Linked DNA regions of Pan troglodytes: region 1 is linked to region 2. Evidence: chromatin contacts called from public Hi-C data. All regions are on one chromosome and are shown on one strand. The core of a region is the stretch at or near the end of the contact, and the rest is flanking DNA. Distances in the headings are between cores, read along the strand shown. Region 1 holds the start of RANBP1 (RAN binding protein 1). Region 2 overlaps ARVCF (ARVCF delta catenin family member).

Region 1 (6,401 bases), core at 17-2,516, 140 kb after region 2:
TCTGCAGCGCTGCGGAATGTCACAAAGGCGCAGGGTGGTTGCCCAAAGAGTTTGGTTTTGTGGGGCTGCAGACCAAAGCGGCCCAGGAAGCGCCGGACGTCGCTGAAGCTGGCGTGGCGAGGCACGTTCTGCAGCTCCAGTTTAAAGATCTCAGAGGTAAACAAGTCATCCCTGATGTAGCTGTAGAGCCCGGGCTGAGGCCCCGGCCCTGTAGCCGCCCCAGCGCCCTCTTTCTCCACCTCCTCCAGGGCTGCCGGGGCTGCAGGGGGCACCGAGACTGTAGGGCAGCTCAGGGCACTGTTGCTCTCCTGGCCACAGCTCTCCATGGGCTTCGGGCCCTGTGTGGGGACAGATGGGGTGCTAGGGTGAGGACTAGGCCCTGGGGGCCTGGCCCCCCAAGCTTCCTTATGGCACACCCAGACCTCCGTCGGTGCACTCTGCACTCAGCCCTGCCTCTCCCCTCCCCTCCCCCATTCTACCCTCCCGACCCCATTCCCGTCTCCTTTCCTCCCCCATCGCACCTGCCTCGTCCCCACCTATTCTCTGGCAGGTTTCCTGACCCACCCCGCCTCCTCCCACCCCATCCCCGTCTCTACCCAGCGTCTCCCCGCACTCTACCTCGTTGTCGAGGTTCTCACTCATCGCCCAGGCGGTTCTCCGCCTAGACCAGGGGCGCCATGGGGGCCGCCTGGCCACCTCGTCCTGGGCCTGTCACAAGGGAAGTGGCCTGTCACAAGGGAAGTGCTCAGAGGGGAGGTGCTCAGAGAGCCGGTGCAACGCCGCGAGGTCGCCGCCACCCTCGGCTTCGCCCCAGGCGGGGCGGGACTCGAACCTGCGATGCTCAGGTCCGGGTCTCAGGCTTGGGGCTGTACCGCCCGCCCGCCAGGGGCCCGCGCCGGCCGCTCGCTTCGCTAGCCACTCTTAGTCCGCCAGCGCGTGCGGCGGAGGCCGAGCGTCTCTATGATCCTGGCTTCTGGCAACGTCATCGTCACGCGCCGGATCCAACCCCCAACCACTTTAGCCAGCTCTAGCGGCGCGCGTGGCCGGGACGGAAGTGCGCGCGGGGGTCGCCGGGAGTGCGCGCTCCTCTGGCTGACGGGCGGGCCGGGCATGCGCCGCGGGCGTTTTGGCGGGAAGCGCGGGGCGGGCCGGACAATGAGAGTGTCCGCCTCCTGAGCCAATAAAGCTGTACTGGTTTTGAATCGCGGCGCGTTTCCCGCCGCTGGGGTCAGGGGTCGAGGTTCGGGTCGTGGGGCGGAGGGAAGAGCGGGCGGGCGGGAGGCGCCGGCGCCAGACGCGGAGGGAAGGAGCTACGAGTAGCCGCCGAGAGGCCGCGGAGCCAGCGACGACCGACCCAGCCGAGCCGCCGCCGCCGCCGCGCCCCCATGGCGGCCGCCAAGGTGCCGCCGGGCCCAAGCGGGGACAGGGTGGGCGGGCGGGGCGGGTGGGATCGGGGCCGTTATCAGCGGCCACGTGGGCGGCCCGCGCCGCCGCCACCAACCTCCGCCGGCCTGCAGGCTCGGCCGTCTGCTGGGCCTCGGTGGCGCGGAGTCGGGGCGCGTGGGGTTTGGGGGCTCGAGGCCTGCGGAGTTGGGGCGTTTGGGGGTGCAGGCTCTGCAGAGGCCTGGGGGCTGCAGGGCCCCCGCGTGACCTTGGGGTGGGTTGGGGAGCGGCCGTCGCCACGCGGGACGGCCCCAGCCTCCAGGAACTGGTGCGGGCGGCGGGTTTCCTCCGGCTCGGCCCACTTGGGGCTCCCCACTAGTACGGTGCATTTATTCTTTCCGTCGCCCACGCAGCACTTCATTCATTCGGTTCTTACGTCTGGAACCGCCACTGGCCTCTGTGGCAGAAGCTCGCGTTCCAGCGTGGGGCACAGGTCCTAGATGCGCCGACCCAGGCGGCGGCTTTGTTGGCTGCGGTGTCTGGTTGAGTGCGGGCCGCTGCAGAGCCGCAGTGCTGTGGGGAACAGTGAAGAGCAGCGAAAAGCTTATGTTTTCTTTTCCAGTTTGAGTCTAGTGGTGAAGTCTTGGGTCTCTTACGGACTTTTGGGTGACCAAGGCATGTGTTCTGGAAGACTCGAACCTAAAATATGATTATTGGTGCTCTCTTATCCTCTAAATTTGGCCAGGATTTCATGACTTTCACCGGTACAATTTATCTAGTTATTAACTTAGTTTTCTGAACTGTGAAAAAATTGCTGGCAGAGCTGTGAATCCAGTGTAAATACTAGCAGTCCTGTAGCGACTTTTTTCGTTTTACTAAGCAAGAGCACAACTATTTCCTAATTAGTAAAAACTGAAAGAGTTACATTTTGCTTTAAAGTAACATTTCAAAATCTATTTCGACCCATCATTGTGTCCTTTGATCTTCACACAGCAGGTATCATCTGCATTTTATGGATGAGGAAGAAACTGATGCTCAAAGAGATGAGGCAGTTTCTGCCAGGCCAGTCTCTGCAAGTGTTGGCGGCTTGTAGGGTCCCCCATCAGTCTGTGCACAGATCTGATTGATGTCTGTGAATCTGGGGGAGGGGCCCCAAGTTCTGGTGTCTCACTCTGTGCTCACGCACTGAGTGTATGGAGCTGGGCATAAACGCAGAGCTTTCCTAGTGTGGAAGAGTGGGCCTAATTTCTTGCTTTGGGGTGGGGCCCATCCTTGTATCTGAAGTCCCTTCATTGTCGGGGGGCTGACCACTGCAGGCACTGGTTGGGCTCTGGTTGTGAGCCAGATCCATAGGCCAGCAGTGTAACCTCTTTGTATCTCCACAGGACACTCATGAGGACCATGATACTTCCACTGAGAATACAGACGAGTCCAACCATGACCCTCAGTTTGAGCCAATAGTTTCTCTTCCTGAGCAAGAAATTAAAACACTGGAAGAAGATGAAGAGGAACTTTTTAAAATGTAAGTAGGCTGATGTCCCAGAAATAGGACTCTTTAAGGTTGAGGTTACAACTTTTATGGGTGTCCAGGTTTTGGCCTGACTTTTAATCAGACTGAGGCTGCTTAAAGAAAGGGCCTAAAGTTGGTGACTAATCCCACGTGGAAATTTAACCCGTTCCTTTCATGAATCTTCACCAGATGCCCTTGCTGCCCTGCAGCCAGTTGCATGAAGGGCATCCCATCATTGCTGCTCTGTCCACTGGCATGGCGGCCCCACTGCCCTTTTTTGCCACTGGCTTCTGAGCATCCAGGGGGTTTAAGTTGAGCAGGGGGTTTTAAGTTTTTGCAGCATAGACTTCTTTGGCATCGTGAAGCTTGTAAATCCCCCACCCGGTGTCTGTTGTTGTTTTGAGATGGAGTCTCGCTCTGTCGCCCAGGCTGGAGTGCAGTGGTGCGATCTTGGCTCATTGCAAGCTCCGCCTCCCAGGTTCACGCCATTCTCCTGCCTCAGCTGGAACTACAGGCACCTGCCACCACGCCCAGCTAATTTTTTGTATTTTTAGTAGAGACGGAGTTTCACCGTATTAGCCAGGATGGTCTCGATCTCCTGACCTCATGATCTGCCCACCCCAGCCTCCCAAAGTGCTGGGATTACAGGCGTCAGCTACCGCGCCCGGCCCACCCTTAACATACAACATAATGCTTGCGATAGCACATGAAAATAGGTGATGGTTTAGTTATTAAAACCACTTAAAAAAATTCTGTACATGTGCTTCTTGACGCTTTCAGTTAAGAGCTGGCTACAGTGGTGGGTACCAGCCTTGTGTCTTGTGACAGTGTCACAGCACCACAGAGACTGTGGCCCGTCGCCTACACTCAGGATTGCAACGAACATCATGTTTAGTTATACACCTCAGTGAAAATGAGGTTGTAGTTTTTCCCTGTTCAAGTTCATGGAATCCCCCCATCCTTGAAGTTGCTTTAAGAGTCCAAGTTAAGGTTTTGTTGCTCTGGGGTGGGAGAGGGAAGCAGAGAGAGTCATTCCTACTGTGAGTTTCCTATCCAAGGAAGGGGGCCAGGAGGGATACCTGGGAAAGGAGAGCTATGTGTCACCCTTTGGTCACAGAGGGTGATGGACATCTCCCTGAAACCACTGGGTGGCCATGGCTCCACTCTGCTGATGCATTGCCGTAGCCCCCGTTTGGGAGTAGCTCCTTGCTGTGGTGAAGTGCTTGCCTCTGTTCCCTCACTGCCCATGTCGGGTGGGAGGTGCTCCTGGTGGCCTGGGCCCAGGCCCTCCCTGAGGGAGGTGAGGCCAGCAGGGTGGGCCCGGGTCTTTGCAGTAAAGCTCCAGGGGCATCCTGTTGGGGAACCCTGTGAGACAGTCTCTTGCCAGAATCATGTTGGGGCAGAGAGCAGAGTCGTCTGAGAGAGGCAGGCAGAGCTGTGCACAGAGGGAGGGCGCCAGCCTGAGCCCTGAGTGCACTGCTGGATTCTGGGTGCCCTGGTCCCCAGCGGGAGGGGCTGCTCCTGGGCAGGAGGGCCAGGTGTTGGCCAGGGCCTGTTGCCTGATTAGAGGCCTGGGCCTCTTCTCTGGGTCATCTGACCTCAGATGACCCGCCCGCCTCAGCCTCCCAAAATGCTGGGATTACAGGTGTGAGCCACCGCGTCCGGTCATCTAATTCTCTTGGTTGTGGAAGTGGAATTCAAGATGACCTGGAGTTTTTTGGGCTGCTCTGCTTTCTGGTGGTGTCGTGACAGAGGTCCTTGGCCTGCACCTGATCCATGTTGTCCCTGCAGATCTCTGGGGCTGGGGTGCTCTTGCACAGTGACCATGGGACGGAGTCTTGCTCTGTTGCCCAGGCTGGAGTGCAGTGGCGCGATCTTGGCTCACTGCAACCTCTGCCTCCCAGGATCAAGCAATTTTCCTGCCTCAGCTTCTTGAATAGCTGGGGCTATAGGCGCATGCCTCCATGCCCGGCTGATTTTTTGTATTTTTAGTAGAGATGGGGTTTCACCGAGTTAGTCAGGATGGTCTGGATCTCCTGACCTCATGATCCACCTGCCTTGGCCTCCCAAAGTGCTGGAATTACAGGCGTGAGCCCCCGCGCCTGCTCTCTCTTTTTTTTTTGAGATGGAATTTCGCTCTTGCTGCCCAGGCTGGTGTGCAATGGTGCGATCTCAGCTCGCCGCAACCTCTGCCTCCCGGCTTCAAGGGATTCTCCTGCCTCAGCCTCCTGAGTAGCTGGGATTACAGGCATGTGCCACCACACCCGGCTAATTTTGTATTTTTAGTAGAGATGGGGTTTCTCCACGTTGGTCAGGCTGGTCTCGAACTCCCGACGTCAGGTGATCCACCCACCTCAGCCTCCCAAAGTGTGGGATTACAGGCGTGGGCCACTGTGCCCAGTTTTGTTTTGTTTTTTTTTAAAATAGGGTCTCACTCTCACCCAGGCTGGAGTGCAGCAGTGGTATCATGGCTCACTGCAGCCTTGAACTCCTGCGCTCAAGGGATCCTCCTCCCTCTGCCTCTTGAGTAGCTGAGACTACGGGTGTTAGCCATCATGTCCAGCTAATTTTTATCTTTTTGTAGAGATAGTGTCTTGCTATGTTGCCCAGGCTGATCCCCACTGAGGGAAATATTGTGACTGTAGGAGCAGTGGGGCGATCTCCACTCACTGTATCCTCTGCCTCCTGGGCTCAAGTGATTGTCGTGCCTCAGCCTCCTGAGTAGCTGGGATTACAGGCGTGCATCACCACACTCAGATGATTTTTGTATTTGTAGTAGAGATGGGGTTTCACCATGTTGGTCAGGCTGGTTTTGAACTCCTAACCTCAGATGACCTGCCCGCCTCGGCCTCCCCGAATGCTGGGATTACAAGTGAGCCACCGCGCCCGGTTGTCTAATTCTCTTGGTTGTGGAGCCGGAATTCAAGATGACCTGGAGTTTGTTGGGCTGCTGCGCTTTCTGGTGGTGTTGTGACGGGCAGTTCTTGGAGACTGAAGAAGGGCTGGGGCGTTCGTGGAGGCATGGGGTCCTGCAGTGCAGAGTTGTCCTGTGTCCTCCTGCGCAGGCCCTGCATGTGGGCTGCAGGTCTGCACTCTTAACCTCATGGCTTTTCTTGCAGGCGGGCAAAACTGTTCCGATTTGCCTCTGAGAACGATCTCCCAGAATGGAAGGAGCGAGGCACTGGTGACGTCAAGCTCCTGAAGCACAAGGAGAAAGGGGCCATCCGCCTCCTCATGCGGAGGGACAAGACCCTGAAGATCTGTGCCAACCACTACAGTAGGTGGCATGAACGACCACCTCAACAGTCCCCAGCAGCTTGGCCTGGGACCTTTGGGAAGATTCAGGGCTGATTGGGAACTGGGGAGCGTGTTATTTCATGGAGTGCAAGTTTGTGGTGTGTTTGTTGAATTTAAAACGAGAAATACGTTTTTCAGACGTGCCTCTGAACTCAGAGCAGGCCCGCAGCGAAGCTTAGAGCACACGGGGGTGTGGAGTCAGCCAGACGGG
Region 2 (6,121 bases), core at 1,392-3,891:
ACAGGGGACTCGTGGGACAGGGGCTTTGGGAGACAGCCCCCACCCACCCTGTCCTGGAGATCCAGGCTGGTGCCAGCTCTCACCAACACCCTGCCAACTCTCCAGACTCCCCTCCACTTGTGGGTCAGAGCCCCTGGCTGAGCACTAATCCCTCTCTAGCTGCCCTGTACCTCACCCTCTGAGCACCCCTAAACCAAATATCTCTCCTCCACCCAGCACCAACTACACCCCATAAAACCAGCAGGCCCACTTCAGGCCTTGGTCCTCTCCCGGCACAGAAAACCAACCACACTGCATCTGCACTCACCTGGGCCCAGCGCATCCATGGGGATCATATCCCGGCTGCCAGTCTTCTCGCCCTCTGCAAGGCAGGAGGAGGAGGCGGGCTGCATGTGGCAGCCAGGGGGGATCGGGGCAGAGAAGCCCACACAGGGCTGGCCCAGGTAGCCCTAGAGGCTCTCTGTCACTAAGGTGCCCAACCTCTGCCAGCTGGCAGCCTCACCTCAGCTTGACAACAGCGCGGATGCTGTGGGAAGGGAGTAGCCAAGAGGCAGAGGGCAGGGAAAGTGGCCTATGGAAGCCGTCTCAGTGGGAGGCCTGACTCCTCCTTCACCCTCACCCAAGGGTCAGGCAACTGGGGCAGCTGGGGTCGCCACCCTCTAGGCTCCCTAAGCTCCACCACTCACCAAGGCTCTTGTCCACCAGTGGCAGCGTGCTGTCATCGAAGCCCCCAGGACTCAGTGCTCCCTTAGGCCCCTTGGCAGTAGCAGCAGCTGACTGAGACATAAAACACAGACACAGGGTGGGTGAAGCACATGGAGTGGGAATAAGGCAAAGTGAGCAGGGAATGGAAGGCAGGCCAGGGAAGCCGCACCTGGAAGCGCGCCTTGGTCCAACCATCTTTCTGCAAGGTACCACGCAGCTCCTTGTAGCTCCACACAGTCTGCAGCACGTGTGACGCCGCCTTCGCTTCGCGTACCGATTGGCTGTGGGGCAGGGGGCGGGGTCAGTGGTGGCCCCTCCCCCACCTCCCCGGCTCCCCAAGCCACCGACCCCGCCCCTCCACACCTGGAGGCGACGAGAGCCACCAACGCTGGCACCCCGCGTGCCTGCAGGAGCGAGCGCGCGTTATCCAGGCTGTCGGACACGATTTCGTGGATGGTGTTGAGCACCGCCACCACGGTGTCTTCCTCCAGGCAGGCCCCCGGTCGCGGCGGAGCCTGTGCATTGCGCACATTCCGCACAAGCTCGGCCATGGCGTAGCTCCCTGAGGGGCAGGACTAGGTGTCAGAACACACCTCTGCCCCACCTCTCCAGGAAGGAGCAGGGATCCCGCGAGGGCGAGGGGCACTGCCAGGAGAGCCCCTGGAGACCGCCTGTGTGCAGGCGGTCACAGGAGCCCCTGTGAGCAGGGCGCTGAGCTTCAGAGACAGGGCCGGGGGGACTGGAGCTACCTCCAGTTGGGACAGCGCCCAAGTGAGAGGGCCGGGGCCTGGACTCCCAAACCACTCATCCTCCAAGCCCCTCCGATGGGACCCCAAAGCTGCAGGCACAGTTCGGTGCCCAGGCGTGGGCTTCGCAGGCGTCCTCACCGATGAGGTCTTTGTTGCGCCGGTCCAGCGAGAGGTTGCGCAGAGCGATGGCGACGGCGCGCACCACCTTGTCGGTCTCAGACTGCAGCAGTTCCACAAGCACCGGCAGCCCGCGCTCTTTGCGCACTGTGGCGCGGATGTACGTGGCCCACTGCGGAGGCGGGGAGAGGGTTGCTCAGACATACATGCCAGGCACTCTCCCACCTCCAGACGCTGACCGCTCTCTCCAGCTGGACCTTCCTGCTCCGTGCCCGACAAAGCCCTACCCCAAAAGCTCAACGGCACCTCCACCGAGGCTTTCCCACCGTCCAGGGTGCACGCATTGCCCGCAGCCCATACACCTCTTGGATCCTGGGGTGGTGGTATGGCCCCTCCTTTCCCCGCCAGCCGAGGCAGGAGCTGCACCAGTGAGGTGCCTGGGATTCCCTCTCTCAGGACTTGCCCACCCTGCCCGACCTGGTCCCTCACCATCCAGTTGCCGGCACTGAGGTTCTGCAGAGCGCCGGCGGCAGCCTCCAGGGTGTTGAAGTTCCGGCTCTCCGTGAGGAGGGAGAGGTAGAGACGTACCACCTCGGGCTGGTACAGCAGCTCAAAGCCTAGGTGCAGGGCAACCACCACCCACGGTCACCCAGAATCTGCTCTCATCCATCATACCCCTCCCGCTTCCCGCTTCAGAGCTCCCAGGGCGTGGGTGAGCTGGGGCCAGGGATGGGTGTGGATGAGTCACGTAATATTTACTATCAACATATAGTCACCCAAGGGAAAAAGCGTTCCCATTTCACAGAGGAGCAAACTGAGGCTCAATCAGTTGGACCTGCCTGGCAGCAGGAGCATCCAGGAGGCCTGGGGTGGGGAGGGAGGTGTCAACCAGGAACGCTCTCCTAGCAACAAGACCCGCATTTCCAGGTAGGTCCCTGAAGCTATGCATCCTGGCCACGCCCCTGGTAATAGGGCCCACCCTCCCTGGCAACAAGACCAGCATTGGCCAGTAACTGAGAGTTGTGTAACCAAGGCCACCCCCCTAGCAAGAGGACCTGCTTTCACCAGTAACTGAAGCTGTGCAGAGAGCTACGCCCCCTAGCAACAGGGCCCACCCTCCCCCACTGACAATAGAGCCCACCCTCTGTAAGTCAACTGATGCAGTGCAACCAGGGCAGCTGCCCTAGCAACAGGAGGCACTCTTCCTGGCAACCACTCCAAGTTCCCGGGCAATTGAGGCGCCGTCCTGCTGCTCTGCCCAGTGCTCCAGAAATGAGGGGTCAAAACAGCCTTCCAAGCTTGCCTGTCCCCAAACTGGGGCTTCAGCCTGGCTTGGGTACTACCTCGATCTCCCCTGTACCCACCCAGTGACATTTCATCACACCGTCGCCAGTCCTCATGCCCCATGCTCCCTCTACTCCTGCCCTGCTGGGCTTTCTGCTCCAACACACTCCAAGCACACTCCCCGCTGGGGTATCTGCATCAGCCCTGCTCTGCCTGTAATACTCCCCCACAGCCCTCCTGCGGCTGGAGCCCTCCACCCTGGTGACATGCAGGCTCTTCCAACTGGCTAGGCCCCACCAGGACAGACCTCTCTCTCAAGCCAGATCCCAGCATACAGCCCAATAGGCACTGCCCTGCCCCTGCAGGTGTTCGTCTGGCCCAGCCTCTGAACCTGGATGTGAGCATGTCCGCCTGGCTCCCAGCCCCCTCAGATAACTCAGCTTTGTGGCTAACACAGGAGGCCCTGCCTCCACTGGAGGCGTCCCTCCAAACCTTCCCACCTCTTATGCACCGTGAGGCCGAGCAAGCCCCCAACCTTGCCTGACATGACCCATGGCACTTCCTCCCATTCTAAACCCTCAGCAGGTGTCCTGGTGCTGAATCACCCTCCAGGAAATCCTGCACCTAGGGGCCTGTTTCCCCGTCAGTTCCCTGAGGCCCTCCAGGCCTGCTTGATGGCTCAAAGCTTCACTACCAGGGCAATCCTGAGCCCAGACATCCCCCAGTGGAGCTGGCTTCATCTCAACCCACTCACCTTTGGCGGCCTCAGTTCGCTTGGGCAGGTCTAGCGTGTCAAAGTTCCGGTCCATCTCACCATCCTTCTTTCCTGGAAGGGAAAGGTGGTGGGAGGTGAGGCAAACCCCATATGGGGAATGGGTGTATCAGGAGAGTTGGGCACAGTTCTCTCCTACCCAGGCCCCAAAAGGCACCCCCATGTCCAGGCCTGGGCACCTGTGGGAGTGGAGCACCGTTGTCAGAGTTTGGGCAGACAGTTTAGCCTAGGGATAGGAGTTGGTGGCAGTGGGGCCTGGGGATGTCCCAGCCCTGCCCCTAGGACTCATCTCCCACCAGGTGCTGGGAGCTGTACCACAGACCCTCCCGGTGGCTCCCTTGCAACTGCCAGGTATGTAGACTGAGGGAAGCCAGGAGCCCTGGCTGGATGGTAGGTGGATACAAGCCAAGAAACTGAAGGCTGACCAGGACAAGACTCACTTGGGTCACACAGTAAGGCAGAACTAGGGGGAAACTCCCCCAGCTGGGGTCAGGACATTGTCCCAGGATCTACTCGCCAGGAGAAACCCCACAGCAGCCCACCTAACATTTGTGTAGCCCTGGCTTGCACACGTCTGTGACAGTGAGCCCACTGTCAACCACTCTCCCCATGTCAGATGATGCTTCTACCCCTTCAGAAGGCAGCAGAGTGGAGCCAGATGACCTGGGGTCCCTGCCCTGCTCACCCTCATGGGACCCTTGTATCCCTCCGAGCCACATGATGCCCCATTCTATCAGAGAAACAGACTGCTCCTTGGTGCCCCTAGAGACAAGTACCCCCGGGCCCTGCCCACTCTTGGCTCTGCCCAACTCTGCCCAGGTAGGCAAGTCTGAGGTTACAGAATGAGCCCCGTGGCCTTCCCACCTGCCACTGTCATAAAGATGGCAGCCTGAGTGATGAAGCCAGGGGTGGGGCAGGGCCCTGGGGCTGGAACGTGCTCGCCTCTTCCCAGGTACCCACTGCACACGCCAGGCCTGGAGAGCAGGATAAAAAGGGACTCACCTTGGTGGAACCACTCCTCTGGGAGGCCGGAGGAAGCAGAGGAGAGAGGAGAGGAGCCTGAACAGGCAGCACTCATCACCCCCCCATGCCCTCCCGGAAGCCTCAGGTTCCCACTGCACACCCTGGATCAAGCAGGCAGCACGTGGAACCTCATCCCATCACTTCTGGGCACTGAGCACCCACCAGGGGGACAAGAAGAGGGAGGCCTGGGGTCAGTGGGGCAGGGGCAGGTGGCGTACAGGTCCCCCACAGCTGCTGGGGAGGTCCTGGGAACCTACACCCTGCTAGTGCAGTAGAGAAGGTGTGCAGGGCATCTTGCCCAGGCAGATGGGGGGCTGCCCCACAGGTTGGTGGCAGTCTACAGCTATTCTGTGAACAGTGAGCAGGCAGCAGCCATGGCTCCTTCCCAACTCATGGGCAAGTGGAACTCTCCCCAGAGTAGAAAGACTGGGTCTGGGCATCGGTTGGTTTCCCTTGTGTACTCCCTGGGGGTCCCACAGTGTAGATGGGGAAGGTTGGACCTGGGTCCCGTCAACCATGTGACCCAGGGCAGTCCAGCCTCCTTGACTCCTGGCTTCCCTGCCTGCCTGTTGGGGGCTGACCAGGTGTCCTCTAGCCTCCATGATGGGCTGCTGTGGGTGTACAGAGAGCCTTCCACTGGGGCAGGAGTTGAGATGGTACCCCAGTCCGCCCCACCCACCTTTGGCCTTCTTGCCACCAAAGCAGCTGGCATCATCCCGCCTCCGGCGCTGGGAGCCTACAGCACTGCCCAGGGGCCCGGGCTCGGCCTCCTGGTACCTGTCGGCCCCGGGCACCTCCTTGTGCACGTGGTAGGACAGGTTCCGCATGATGCACACGCAGTTCTCCACCGACTGCAGGGAGAGGTGAGTGGGTGGGGCAGGGCACCCTAGGCACAGGGCTGGCCCTCAGGAAAGACTGGCCACAGCTGGTGTGCATGAGGGCACCGGGAGCAAAGGAACAGGGAGGCCTCACTGGAGGGGAGCAAAAGGGCGGTAACCGCCAGGGAGGGTCCATGGGAGGAAGCCTCTGCCTCACGGCACACCTTCTGCCTGCAGGACGGTGCCCACTTCAGTGTGGTCACTGCGAGGCGGGCCACACCCAGAACGCCACCCCAGACCCACAAGCCCATTCCCCTGTGCTGCTCCCACAGTTCCAGCCTCCTGGGACCTGCATGATCGTCTCTCCAGCCCTTGGTATGAGGCTGTGACCGTCCCTGCCCACCTTGTTGTCAGTGTCCTTCCGGCCCACAGCCGACTGCAGGGCATGCAGGAGCGCATCCACCAGCCCTTCACACTCCCGGAGTCGCCGCCGGGCCTCAGCACCATCGGAGCTCACATTCCTGTGTGGCCAAGAGCAGGCCAGGTGACCCCTGGCTACCAGAAACTCCCCGGCTCCACCCTGGCCTTGTGGGCTTGTCTTCATCTGCAAAATAGGCCCTGCTGCTGCCCTCCTAGCACTAATGGGAAAGGAC

Evidence for each region. A called contact is a pair of places that touch in the nucleus more often than the background predicts.
Region 1: a contact with region 2 is called in a Hi-C map of stem cell-derived neural progenitor cells, with 3 times the contacts expected there. The contact joins the promoter of RANBP1 here to the enhancer-like site in region 2. A contact is called at or near these places in 2 of 7 Hi-C or Micro-C datasets (blood and stem cell-derived neural progenitor cells) and 1 of 1 datasets of contacts at active chromatin or transcription factors (stem cell-derived excitatory neurons).

The regions. Positions count from the first base shown.
Region 1 is chr23:22,148,794-22,155,194 of NHGRI_mPanTro3-v2.0_pri, forward strand. RANBP1 (RAN binding protein 1) reads left to right here and starts at 1,267. Exons shown (of 6, transcript XM_514990.8): 1 at 1,267-1,400; 2 at 2,769-2,905; 3 at 6,013-6,170. The coding sequence starts at 1,386. TRMT2A (tRNA methyltransferase 2 homolog A) reads right to left here and starts at 1,080. Exons shown (of 13, transcript XM_001167055.6): 1 at 833-1,080; 2 at 619-708; 3 at 1-338. The coding sequence starts at 642.
Region 2 is chr23:22,003,375-22,009,495 of NHGRI_mPanTro3-v2.0_pri, forward strand. ARVCF (ARVCF delta catenin family member) reads right to left here. Exons shown (of 18, transcript XM_016939715.4): 8 at 5,872-5,989; 9 at 5,330-5,501; 10 at 3,610-3,681; 11 at 2,061-2,188; 12 at 1,593-1,743; 13 at 1,069-1,267; 14 at 875-986; 15 at 687-777; 16 at 308-361. Among named protein-coding and RNA genes, the nearest start is that of TXNRD2, 33 kb to the left of the region's middle. Within about 2 kb of position 2,642, at least 3 of the 24 cell types and tissues checked have an H3K27ac peak or open chromatin away from gene starts, as enhancers often do. A contact at or near this core is called in stem cell-derived neural progenitor cells, where this site is marked.